Regions from separate parts of the Triticum aestivum genome. Here region 2 is linked to region 1. The links are chromatin contacts, called in public Hi-C maps. All regions are on one chromosome and are shown on one strand. Each heading gives the region's core, a stretch centred on a gene start, on an enhancer-like site or on the middle of the called end of the contact. The rest is flanking DNA. Distances are from core to core; before and after follow the strand shown. Region 1 holds the start of LOC123044279 (phosphatidylinositol glycan anchor biosynthesis class U protein). Region 2 holds the start of LOC123044281 (LRR receptor-like serine/threonine-protein kinase RPK2).

The links. A called contact is a pair of places that touch in the nucleus more often than the background predicts.
Region 2: a Hi-C map of leaf shows a contact between it and region 1, with 7 times the contacts expected there. The contact joins the promoter of LOC123044281 here to the promoter of LOC123044279 in region 1. A contact is called at or near these places in 3 of 5 Hi-C or Micro-C datasets (all in leaf).

Annotation. Positions count from the first base shown.
Region 1 is chr2B:190,419,860-190,426,367 of IWGSC CS RefSeq v2.1, forward strand. It overlaps LOC123044279 (phosphatidylinositol glycan anchor biosynthesis class U protein), which reads left to right and starts at 3,910. Exons shown (of 15, transcript XM_044466983.1): 1 at 3,910-4,110; 2 at 5,659-5,812; 3 at 5,906-5,953; 4 at 6,353-6,413. The coding sequence starts at 5,680.
Region 2 is chr2B:190,775,382-190,782,165 of IWGSC CS RefSeq v2.1, forward strand. It overlaps LOC123044281 (LRR receptor-like serine/threonine-protein kinase RPK2), which reads right to left and starts at 3,873. Exons shown (of 1, transcript XM_044466986.1): 1 at 203-3,873. The coding sequence starts at 3,808. The coding sequence ends at 437.

The sequences.
Region 1 (6,508 bases), core at 2,660-5,159:
CCATTTGTTGGTTTCAAGGAGAGTTTGTGATGACCAAGGTGCTATTAAGGAATTATCCAAAGATTGGTCTTGTGAGTGTTGAGCTTATTGCAAGCATGTCTTGAAGAAGAAGAGTGTGTGATCATTCATGTTTACCTTCAAGACATCATCCAAATGAAGAGAGTTGGAAAGATTCAAGGTTGATCAAGACCAAGTCAAAGAGTGAATCAAGTTGATAAACACACAAAGCATAGAAGATGTACCGAGAGGGATCAAGCGATCCCATGGTATGGTAAGCATTGTCAATTACGCTTTGTGTACTATCCCATGGTCTTCGTGAGAGTTCTTTGTGGGGTTAGGTTGCGGTGTGCAAGTTCAAGTAGGATCATCACGAAGAGATCATATGCCTGAAGCTTGCCGTCCATTGTGGTGGCAATGGACTTATGGGGATGTGCCGAAGAAAGGCTCACCCATAGTGGAGTATGGGGGAGCAATCTACTAGTCTTCACCGAGCCAACACAATCAAGAAAGGTGGTCCAACTTGAGGAAGTCAAGATCGTCATCATCCAGCTCAAGTGGACTATGTGCATGGCAAAGGTTTGCCCTTGATAGGTTTTCTATTTTACCGGTCTCATGGTGGTAGTTGGGAGACCGGGTTATAGGATCGTTTGCCGTACTATCAACGGGGGCTCTCAACAAGTAACTTGATCGTATCGTTTGTAGAGAGATCAAACCATTGCATGCTTGCATAATCTTTATTGGTTCTTGTTTGGTTCTTCTCTTTGTGAGTCTTAGAGCTCATGGTCATCTTGATGACAAGCTCGTGTTCATCAAAAACGGAGTTCACATGCATCTTCTATGGTGTTTTCAATGTTGGAGGTTATGCCGGTTCTTCTCTGATGGAGTGCTACTCATCTTCCTCTATCAAACAAGCTTGAGTTTGCTCAATTCGGAGCTCATTTGCAGAAGTTATGGCGGTTCAGGGTTTTCTTGTTGCTCCAGCGGTAGTACTGCGGTCAGGGCGGTAGTACCGCCCATAGGCGGTAGTACCGCTGCCTAGTACCACTGGTACTGCCACCCCTGTTGTGGTCTCGATTTTTGGTGTCGGGTTTCCATAAAGGACCACGCAGGGGAGCGGTAGTAGGGCGCGGTAGTACCGCTTGTAAGCGGTAGTACCGCTTTCTACTTCCGCCCCAACTGCTGCTATGCACTCTACCCTCCTCTGCTTCCCAGCGGCTGTAGGGAGCAGTAGTACCGCCTATAAGCGTAGTACCGCACTCAGGGCGGTAGTACCGCAGTAGTGCGTGTACTCCTCCTTCCTCTGTCTTGGTTGCCCTATGCCTGCTTGCCACAGTGGTAGTATCGTTGTGGCAGCGGTAGTACCGCCCAGATGCGGGCTCGGGCTGCATAACGGTTGGATTTTCTCCCCCCTATAAAAGGGGGTCTTCTTCCCCCTTAAGTCTTATCCTTTTAAGCTCGTGTTCTTCCCCCATTGTTGACCTTCTTCGAGCTTGCTATCTCTCAATCCCTCCACGAATTCTTGCTAGTTTTTGAGGGAACAGAGAGAGGAGATCTAGATCCATATTTTCGCCAATGACTTTCCCCTCTATGTGAGGGGAACCCCTTGGATCTAGATCTTGGAGTTCTTGGTGTTCTCCTTCTTGTTCTTCCTATCACTTTCCTCCCTAGCATTAGTTGCTTTGGTGGGATTTGAGAGAGAAGGACTTCGGCACTCCGTGTGCCCTTGCCATTGCATTTGGTGCATCGGTTTGAGTTCTCCACGGTGATACGTGGAAGTTACAAGTTGAGAAGCTTATTACTCTTGGGTGCTTGGTACCCTTGAGCTTGTTCCTCTTGGGTGCTTGGGCGCCCTAGACGGTTGGTGGTGTTCGGAGCTCAATCATTGTGGTGTAAAGCTCTGGGCAAGCGTCGGGGTCTCCAATTAGGTTGTGGAGATCGCCCCGAGCAATTTGACGGGTACCGGTGACCGCCCCCAAGGGTTGCCAAAGTGTACGGGTTCGGTGACCGCCCTCAAGGGTTGCCATTTGTACGGGTTCGGTGACCGCCCTCAAGGGTCCCTTAGTGGAATCACGGCATCTTGCATTGTGCGAGGGTGTGAGGAGATTACAGTGGCCCTAGTGGCTTCTTGGGGAGCATTGTGCCTCCACACCGCTCCAAACGAAGATTAGCATCCACAAGGGTGTGAACTTCGGGATACATCGTCGTCTCCACGTGCCTCGGTTATCTCTTACTCGAGCTCTTTACTTATGCACTTTACTTTGTGATAGCCATATTGTTCTCTGTCATATATCTTGCTATCACATAGTTTCTTATCTTGCTTAGCATAAATTGTTGGTGCACATAGGTGAGCCTAGTTATTGTAGATTTTATGCTTGACAAATTAACCGCTAGGTTTATTCCGCATTTGTTCAAGCCTAAAACGTAATTATTTTAAAACACCTATTCACCCCCCTCTAGGCGACATCCACGATCTTTCAGCCTCCCACACAGAGAGCTGGACAAAGGACCGTGCCAACTGGGTCGGCCCAGTAGCACGCATGCACGACATGACACGGGCTAAACGGGTTGTGCCCAGCACAAGACACGACACGGGCTAAACGGGTTGTGCCCAGCACACGAGATGCACTGGCCAGTGCCCTGGGGGGCATAGAGGCTGGCAACAGGGGCCCACATATCTATACCGAATAATAAAAGGGTTATTGCTTCTGGCGGTACGTCATGAAAATTGCCCCCCAAAGTTACAAAATATTACCCACCAATGCCATCTATAAGTGACAAAAAACATTTTACACAGGAGAATCCCTCATCTGTGCCGGCCCATGTAGTAGGGATCTCCTATACTGCGCTCTGCGTGTTGGGAGAAGACGCAACACGTCCGTTTGGGCCGCCCCATGTCCGGGCGGCCTTTTTTCATTTTTTTTCCTTTTTCTTTTCTGTTTTCGTATGTTTCTACTTTAAATAATTTGGTATTTGAAAAAAAAATCTGATTTTTTAAAAATGGGAATTTAAAAATAAAATGTTTAATAAATCATAAAAAACTTGTGGATTGAAAAAAATATTTGCTTATTTGAAAAATGTTCAAAATTTAGAAAACAAATGTTCGAGAATCAAAAGATGTTCATGATTTTTGTAAAGTTCATGTATGAAAAAATATTAATGAAATTGAACAAAATTTCGCCAATTCAAAAAATGTTCATGAATGGAAAAGTATCCTAAAAATTCAAAAGTTGTTCGTGACTTACAAAATAGATTATACTTTCATGAAGTGTTTGCTGATTAGAAAAAGGATCATGCATTTCAAAAAATGTTCGTTAATTCAAAAAATAATAATTCATGAATTACAAAAACGTTCCACCAATTTCCAAAAAACGGTTCGTCAATTCTAGAAATGTTCGCCGATTCAAGAAAATTGTTTTTAAAAATTTCACAATTATAAAAATATATTTGTAAATAGTATTAAATATTCATGAATTCAAAAATGGTCTTGATTTTAGATTTTTTTGAAAATTTGTAAATGTGTTCACGAATTTGAAAAATGTTCATGATTTCAAATATGTTCATTAGTTTTAAAAAATCTTTATGATGTAAAAATTGTTCATGATTTAACGAAATTTAGAGTGATATCTCGGTGATGCAGCAAAATGTGGTCATGACCATTGAAGATTATAATTTTTCTTTCTGTTGCAACACACGGGCCCTTTTACTAGTATGACCTTAAAAGCTAAAAATCACACGACCCAACGTGCTAAAACGTGCCACGGGCTGGCTCGTTTACTAAGGGCGTGTTTGGTTTCTTGCCTCGCACCTGCATTGCACTCACCGTGCAATTTTCGCAACGTTTGGTAGGCTGTGCGTCGTTTTGGGCCAGGCCCGACTGATGCAAAATAGGCCCCCCAGCCAGGCTGAGCTCGCACGCAAGTTTCGGCCGTTTCCGCGAGTTTGCATCCGCGCCTGCACCCACGCGAGCGAAGAGGGCTAGGGTTTCTCTCCCTATCGATTCACACCCGCATTCGCGCCGCTCTCCCCACCCCTCTCCTCTCTCCTGCGAACGGATCTCGCCGCCCCGTCGCCTCGTGGGCACTCGCCGGCGCGCATCCTCTCCGCGCAGAGGTTGGACTCTCCTCCTCCCATCCCTCTTCCATCTGTCCCCATCCCTCTCGGATCCCTCTCATCTCTCTCTGCCCTTGCGCTGCTGCTTCTACCGATGCGGATGTGAGCAGGCGGCTAGGCGGAGTGCTGCCGTTCCCTGCACGCGTTTTGGCCGGAGCCGAGCTCCCGGCCATGGCCGCCGTGGCCGGCGCGGGCGTGTTTAGGTCGGAGCCGAGCTCCCAGCCATGGCCGCCGTGGCCATGGGAGCTGCTCCCCTCGCTCATGTACAGGCACGGCACCCACACGCACACATGCGCGTGCTCACGCGTTCACCCCTGCCCTCCACGCAGATGCAACCCACTACCGGGATGCACATGCATGGGATTAGCATGTACAGGCCGTGTCCTGAACCTCCTCTCCTAGATCTGTGTGATTAGCATGCATCTATGTGAGCTATTGGGCTAGTAATTTTTTTGATTATCATGGATCTGTGTGAGCTAACTTGTGGAAATTAGAAGGAATCAGTAGGTAGGAAAGAAAAGTGCATATATTTGTGAGCTAATTTTTTTGATTATCATAGATCTATGTGAGTTAACTTCCTGAACAATGTGTTCATGTATTTATTTTGTTTTGATGATGCAAATAATGTCAATATTATCAGTTCCCATGCCTTTATTAATTTATAAATATGTGCTGAATTTATATAGATGGATGACAACGGCAAGACCCGAGATTCGCTGATAGTGCAAGCTGCTGGTTTGGTTGCTGTTTTGTGTGCCTATATGGCCACAATAACTACAAGGGCTAGAATTACATTCTAGTATCAATTATGATTCCCTCAAAAAAAAGTATCAATCATGATGACATAATTGGACACAAGAAATTATGTGCAAAGTTATGTGTATGTGTTAATGTACGTGGCAGATAGCACTGTCATAATCCACCTGATAATCCATGAATATAAACCTTAAATTCGTAATGAGACTAACCAAAACATGGGGAATGGAGAAAAGGTACCTCAAATCGGCTGGCCCCTGCAACTGCACACCGCCGGCCGCAGGGCAGGACTGCTGCCGAGTGCGGAATGGGCGGCTGCCGGACGCCCAAAGGCAGGTGCACTAAGTCAATGAAGCTGCGTCCATATAGTACTCGTGTATACGACTAATATATAGTGGAGTGGTTTTCTTATTCTCTCCATAACAATCGTTTTAAATTGTGTAAGTACGAAACGAAACTCCTTATTTAACGTACCAGTGAAGAAAACTACTACTCCCTCTATTCCTAAATATTTGTCTTTCTAGAGATTTCAACAAGTGACTACATACGGTGCAAAATGAGTGAATCTACACTTTAAAATATGTCTACATACATCCGCATGTTGAGTCCATTTGAAATGCCTAGAAAGACAAGTATTTGGGAACGGAGGGAGTAGAATGCAAATTTTCGCTGTGTCCAATCAGGTGAATTATGATTTAACACAGAATTTGCTGTGTCCAATCAGGTGGATTATGATAGTGCTATTGGTAAATTATAATTAGTATGTTAACATGTCATATTTGCAAATCCTAGATCCGCCACTGATCAGCGGCAATGGCGATCCGACACTACTGGTCGATGGCTGTCGCGGCCGTCGGGTTCCGCCTCGTTCTGGTGCTCTTCGGCGGAGACCTCCACCTTGCCTCCCGCCCGGAGGTCTCCACCCCCCTCACGTCCCTCCGCCGCCGTAAGCACACCTCCTTGCTCTCAGTCCTTCCCCTGCAAACCCCATCCCTTTTGTGATGTCGGCATTCTCGTTTGCCTCCTGTGTATGTTGCAGTGGCAGAAGGATACTGGCTGAAGCAAGCGTCCATGTCACCCTATTCCGGTACGTTACGCACCTCGCCTCTTTGCTCGCTTTGCCAACTTTTAGTAGCACTTCACATTTGCATCAGAATGAGCAAAATTTTGAGGCCAGGATAGTCGGGTGGGAGGTGGTATTATTAGGAACTACAGAGCAATTTTTAAAATGCTTGCTGTGTTTGTATTGAGTACTGATAGGCGCTATTTCATGTTCACATCTGTAATGAACTACTGATAACTCCTGACGGATGAAATATGATATAACTGAATGACTCCTACTTAGAATCAGAGGCCTAGATGCTTCTTGTGATTACATCATAAATCTTAGCAATTAGCCATGATATTTTGCTCTTTGTAATGTTGACGTGTTAACAGTGTGAACTTGTAAATGATGGTCCAGCCTGTTGAATGATCTGTTTTTCAGGTTTGATGTATCATGGTTCCCCTTTGCTTTTATCAGTTCTTGGTCCGCTAACCAGCAAAAGGTGATTGGTCCTTCGTTTTGATGCTTCTTTGATCATTTCTTTGATATCACCACTGTTGCTATGTCTCTTCATTTGATCAGATTACCATATGAAAT
Region 2 (6,784 bases), core at 2,623-5,122, 360 kb after region 1:
TACATGCTGAATTAATTGATCACATCAACACATTTCTCCATATACAAGTTTAGCAAACAATGAGAAATATATCCATACCAAAACTTTAGCAGATGATGTGCACACACTGAACATGCAACTTTGTGGACGAGGACATCAAAATTTTGTGGATGCATTTATCAATATCAAGACACTGAATAATCTTGTAAACGATACAACAAGATGGAGTCAGCCAATCGTGAATCAAATCTTTAGAACTAAGATTGTTAATTTATATCTGCTTGTCATATCTGCAGATACAGTAGTTGGCAATTAAGTGGAGAACTATATTATACAAAGCTGGGATCTACAAGATACAATCTAGTTAAACGATTGATTAGAAGAAGAAAAATCATCAAGGGGCCCAAGTTACAGTTATCTGTACCTTCTACAAGTTCAGTATGTGAATCATGCGCCCTCATCGGTGTTCACGTATTGGAGGCTGGAGTTGCTTTAGTCGTTGAACAACTAGCTTCATAGTTGGTCGTATAGAGAGCGATTCAACGGTGCACATCACTGCTAAATGCAACACCTCTACCAAGTCATCATGCGGGCCCACATCCCACAAACCATCGACGAAGAAATCACGAGCACGGCCTTGCTTGAGCAGCATGCATGCCCAGGCAACTATGTTAAACCCATTACCATAAGGAGAAAATGATGGATCCAAGGCCTTCTTGTCTGATATTAGCTCCATCAGTACAACACCATAGCTATAAACATCGGCTTTATCTGAAACACGGCAAGTCATAGCATATTCTGGAGCAACATATCCAAAAGTTCCCGCAACACCAGTGGTTGCATGGGTTTCCGAATTTCCCAAGAGCCTTGCCAGTCCAAAGTCTGAGAGGTAAGCATTATGGTTAGTGTCCAACAAAATATTGTTTGGTTTCACGTCACGATGAAGGATCCTAGGAACACAGGTGTCATGCAGATAAGCGAGTGCTTTTGCAATGTCCAGAGCAATCTTGTGCAGCCTCTTCCACTCTACTGGTCTCTTTGATCTCTCTTGTATGAATCTCTCAAGATTTCCTCCAGGCAAGTAGTTATATATGAGAAACATTTCAGATTCACCAAGATGGTAGCCTACCAAGGTAACAAGATTGGGATGTCTTAATCTCCCAAGAGTTTTGATCTCAGCATGGAACTGTTCCCATCCTTGCAATCTCCCAACAGAAAGCCTCTTTATAGCTACCAAGACTCCAGGTGAAATTTCAGCTTTGTAAGTGGCTCCAAAACCCCCACTTCCAATGCAATTGCTTGCGTTGAAAGTTCCAGTAGCTCGAACAACAGTCTCATAAGTGATCGGCACTCCGATTTCTTGGAAGATTATAACTTCCCTTCTTCCAGATGATCGAGCTGACATAAAGGGTGCGCACTTTCTTGTGTAAATAAATAGTACAATCAGAGCAAGAAGGACTGAAACAATAGCTGTTGCTGATGTTATCGAAGCTATTTCAATTGCATTGAATGAACTGTTTCCTCCTTGGTTTTGTGGATCCACAGGCGCTGTATCGTTGTCGTATGAATTCAGATCACGACCCTGCTGAGCTGCGGAGGGAACAGCCAGGGTATACGTGTGACAAGATTGTAGCAAAGGATTTCCAATAATGCTGTCACATCCAACTGCACTGCTATTTGTTGGCACTGGACCAGACAAATTGTTGAATGACACGTTAAACATGGTAAGAGATGCCGCATTGGCAAATTCAGCTGGTATCTTCCCAGTAAGTTTATTATTATCAAGGAGGAGGGCAGTGAGATTTGTCAAGTCAGCGAGTGCACGAGGGATCTCTCCAGCGAGGAGGTTTGAGGACAGGTCCAAAACCTTCAGAGACTGCAGCTGATTAATATCATTTGGAATAGTTCCATTTAGAAGGTTATGACCCAAAGAAAGTAGCTCCAAATGCGGTAAGCTCTTGACAGAAGTCGGAATTTCACCACGAAGCTGGTTCCTACTCAAATCCAGGCTGATAAGATAAGTCAACTGTCCAATACTTGGTGGTATCAAACCAGAAAGGCGGTTACCAGCAGCACCAAGAACAACAAGAGAACTGCACAATGATCCAATCTCTATAGGAATACCTCCTGTTATCAGGTTGTTGCTAACGTCCACCATGAAACCCCTTGAACTGTTGCACTTACTGAATAGGCCAGGTTGCAACTCACCAACAAGATTATTCCCATCAGCAAGGAAAGCATAGGACCCCTGCATTCCCAGCTTCTCGGCAGCAATCGGCAAGGATGTCACTGTTCCAGTAAAATTGTTCTGGGCAAAACTATGGCAACTCGTCAAATCCATAGCCATGACTGCTGACGATGAAAAGAAGCCTGCCATCGCCTGATATGCAAAGAAGGAAGAGTATTCTGACACCAGGTCATCAAATGGGAGCTGAGATGAAGGGCAATCCTTTGAGAGAAACACTGGAATCGAGCCAGACAGTCGGTTTCCGCTGACATCAAACACATCCATGCAGGGCACAGGAAGTGATGCGTCAACTGAACCTGTTAACTTGTTCGAGCTCAAATTCAGGAACTTAAGATGCTTGCAGTCCAACAGCCCTTTAGGAATTCCACCAGAGATTAGATTCTCTCCCAAGTTCATCATCTCCAAGCTATGGCAAGAAGTCCAGTTCCCCGGCAACTCCCCCTCCAGCGTAGCCCTTGGCGCCCATAACACCCTCAGCTTCGGCAACGCAGCAACAACATCCGGAATCCCTCCCTCGAAATAGTTGAAGTCCTCAACATCCTCACCATCCGATGCATTCAAACCACCAACCAGCGCATAAGGGTTGGACAGCACTAGCACTGAAATTTCAACACAACCACCGAGCTCCGCTGGCACAGGGCCGCTCAGACTGTTCCTCGACACATCCAAAGCACGCAAATTGCTGAGGCGTCCGATCTCCGGCGGGATGACGTCATCCAGCAGGTTGGAGGAGAGCAAGAGCGCCTCCAGCTTGCTGCAGTTCCCCAAGCTCCGGGGGATGCCGCCGACGAGGAGGTTCCCGGAGAGATCGAGGAACTGCAGGCTGCGGCAGCCGGCACCGCCCAGTTCGTCCGGGATGGCGCCGCCCAGGCGGTTGGATGCAAGCGAGAGGCGCCGCAGCACCAAGAGCGAGCCGAGCGCGGCGGGCACGGAGCCGTTGAGCTGGTTGTAGGCGAGGTCCAGCGTCTGCAGCGCGGCGCAGGCGAGCGACGGCGGGATCTCGCCCTGGAGGCGGTTGCCGGAGAGGTCGAGCACGAGGAGGCGGCGCAGCGACCAGATCGCGGCGGGGAGCGAGCCCGAGAGCGCGTGGGAGGGGAGCGCGAGCACGCGGAGGCCGCGCAGCGCCGCGACGGACGGGGAGAGCGCGCCCGCCAGGCGGCGGCCGGGGGAGGAGGAGACGTTGAGCGCCACGACCTCGCCGGACGCGCCGCAGGACACGCCCGGCCAGAGGCAGTGGTCGGCCGACGCCGGGGACCAGTCGCGGAGGAGCCCGCCCGGGTCGGCGGTCACGGCCGCCTTGAACCTGAGCAGGGACCCCCGCTCGCCGCCGCCGCCGCCAGACGCGCGAACGGCCGTGACGAGCAGCAGCAGCAGCATGTGTAGGGTTTGGGAAAGCATGGTGGCCATGGGACGCGGCGGCGGCGGGTGCCGCCGTCGCAATGGAGTGAGACAGTGGGGGAGGCCCGGGACCCGGTGCGGGAGCACGGCGGCGGGGACCTCGGCTGGGGCGGAGCTCCGCGTCGCGAGCCGTCGGGTGGTGGGGGTGGCGTGGGGTTTGCTTGGGTTGGAAGCTCGGGGCATGTGGGCGAGCTGGGCGCAGCCGCACAGTAGCACTGGCACTAGCACGGTGCGACCGTGTGGGGCGAGTGTGGTTGGCACTTGCCAGGGAGGGAGACCCTGGTTGGCTGTCCCATTGACTCTGGTTACCCATTTTGGCTGCTTGGCCCCGGGCTTTTGTTTAACAAAAATGCTAGACATACAAAGACTTACATGCTTTTACACGCTCCTTTCATCTAACAACCAATCACAAACCTTTTCCCTCTTGATTTTCAGGGGCGTGGGCTGCCCCGCTCACCTATTGATCAATCAAGGTTAATCATCCTGTAAAAGCCTGTAAATCGTTTGTACGTGTAGCATTGCCGTTTGTTTAATGAGACTTTCTTTTAGGGGATTAATAGTGAGACTTATTCCTGTCAAAAAAATAATTGCTTGTTATTTTGGGCTAAGTGAGTTTTCAGTTAGTGTAAACAAACAGTGGGTTCCCAGTTACTCCACATTAACATGATTTATTCGGACCTCGCAAAACACATACTCCCTCCGTTCCAAAATAGATGACCCAACTTTGTACTAACTTAGTACAAAGTTGGGTCATCTATTTTGGAACGGAGGGAGTAGTTTTTTAGGGTCACAATATCATGAATTTGAGAATCAATATTCAAGGCATTTTTGAAAAAAGAAAATGGTGACTGAATATCATGTGAGGAGGCTAAAAGGGATTGCCAACAACAATGGCTTGTGTGTGTTGGTGTGTAGGGGGGCGTCGTGGCCCCGTGGTATAGAGGGGTGCACAGGCGAAGTGGCAAAGTTGTGCATTATCGACAATGATACTTGGATGTGTCCATGCCGGCATGTAGTATAGTGGGTGTGGTAGCCACCAAGACGAAAAGCATATGAGAGAGAATAAGAAGACATGAGATATTTATTAGTATTAGTGAAGACATGTGGTGACCCATTGATAGGGTCTTAATGCCTCGGAGAATGATATAGACAAACTAGGGAGTCCGTTGTTTTAAGTGCTATCACCAATCATTGCTACGGGAAAACTCGTTCACGGTTCTTAGGCTAGCCATAGTGGGGGTAACTTAGGTAGTAATATACATGCCACATAAGCAAAAAAGATGATGTGTCAGATAATTAATGAAGAGAGAGGCAAATAGAGTAACATAATATGTTACCATCACATAGCGGTTCCCAATGCAATGAGTCTACAAAATAATAAATAAGGTGATGCATGACACTACACATATGTTACTACCCATTATAGAGGTAGTAACATAGACTACTAACATATGCATGTTACTAGTCTAAATTACTCCCCACTATGACCAGCCTTAGTGATAGACATATGTTTCACAGTTCTTAGTGTGTGTGTCTATATACACACACATATGTATACATAATCATATCAATATGGATAGAAAATCGCTGGCTAGCATATTAATAAATATTTGTCAAATCATGCTCGTGATTTACCTAACTAATTTTAGTATTTTATTTTCTAATCACATATTATCTTATCAAAGTTAAAGGGTTTTTAAGAAAAATCGGTGGGAGAAAACGAGATAGGAGGAGAAAATCAAAATAAGAAAGCAAGGAAGGACGTACGTAAGGTTGAATGAAATATTTTGGCAGGAAAGAAAACCTTATGTCTTGTTCAAGTAGTATATAATAAACTAATATAAAACTCTTTACAGGTCACTAATTAGTAACTAAAAAATATCTTATTTAGTGATTAAAAAATCTTATATTAATTTACGGAGTATTTAGGTAGTACTCCTTCCGGACCAAAATGTAAGACGTCTTTGTAGTTTAATTTAAAACGTCTTATATTTTGATACAGAAGTAGCATTAGAGATTAGAGAAGAAATTTACGTGTTTTAAAGAACCTTGGGATTTCATAAAATGTTGTGAATTAAAAATACACGCCTTTTTATAAACTGTCTGTGAATTGTGAAAATATCCATGGTTTCAAACAATCTTCATGCATTTGAAAAAGTTTTGCGGATTTTAAAATGTTCACAGGCTTCACAAATGTTCGTGAAATTTAAAAATATCCGTGAAACACCGCGTGCATGTACTTGTGTAGCCAGCCGCAAAACTTGCCAAAGCCAGTCGCAAAGCGGATCCGTCGGCTTTCCGTTTCCTTGCCTTTCGTCCCCGTCCCACGCCGGCCGGTGCTTCCTCACCGTCGCCTCCCGCGCCAACCTCTCGCACGCACGCGCCCGTTCGATCTACCGCCCGTCTGCCGCCACGGCCGTGTCCGAACGTGGCTACGTCGCTGCCTACCCCGACCGATGCGCGCACGCGCTCCGCTCCTCGCTGGTGCGGCCCCTCCCACCCCGTTGCTTTCCGCGCCGAGGGGCTCGGAGCTCCGAAAGCGACGGGGGCCGAGAGCCCGCCACCTCGCGTACGGGGGGCCGTGGGGCCGCAGGGCCGGCAGGCAGTGGGCTGGGTTGGTGGTTTCCGGTGGCTCTCTGAGTGGAGACGTGGGGCCTGGGGCCAGTCAACGGCGGCGATGGGCAGTCAAAGCTGCGGCTCCGGCACCGGTAGTGGAGCACGCGCGGGGACAGATAAGGCCGCGCTTGGATTGGTTGTATTCAAATACGGAGGTGTATATTTTACACCTGTATCTTACCGGCCGCTTAGCAAATCTGGGGCGGAAATGAAACGACGAGCTGAGACTTGTATTCTTTACGGGTGTATTTGAGAAGAACACGACAATCCAAACGGGGCCTAAGGAGAGAGAGAGAGAGAGAGAAAGAGTGCGGTGCGCGGTGGTGATGACTGGGTGGCGTGGTATGGCGTGGATCCGGCGTGTTTTGCGCGCTAGGAATAGATTTTTCGAGCGAGGGTGACGCCGACGGGGCATGGAGCTGAGTCGGCTCCGAGGAAAAAGCTCTGGCGGCCGCCTCCGCCAGCCTTTTCCGGCCGCGCTGCATTTTCATGCGCGCGTGCTAGGCCGGCCGATCAGCCGAGGAAGAATGGATTAATAATACT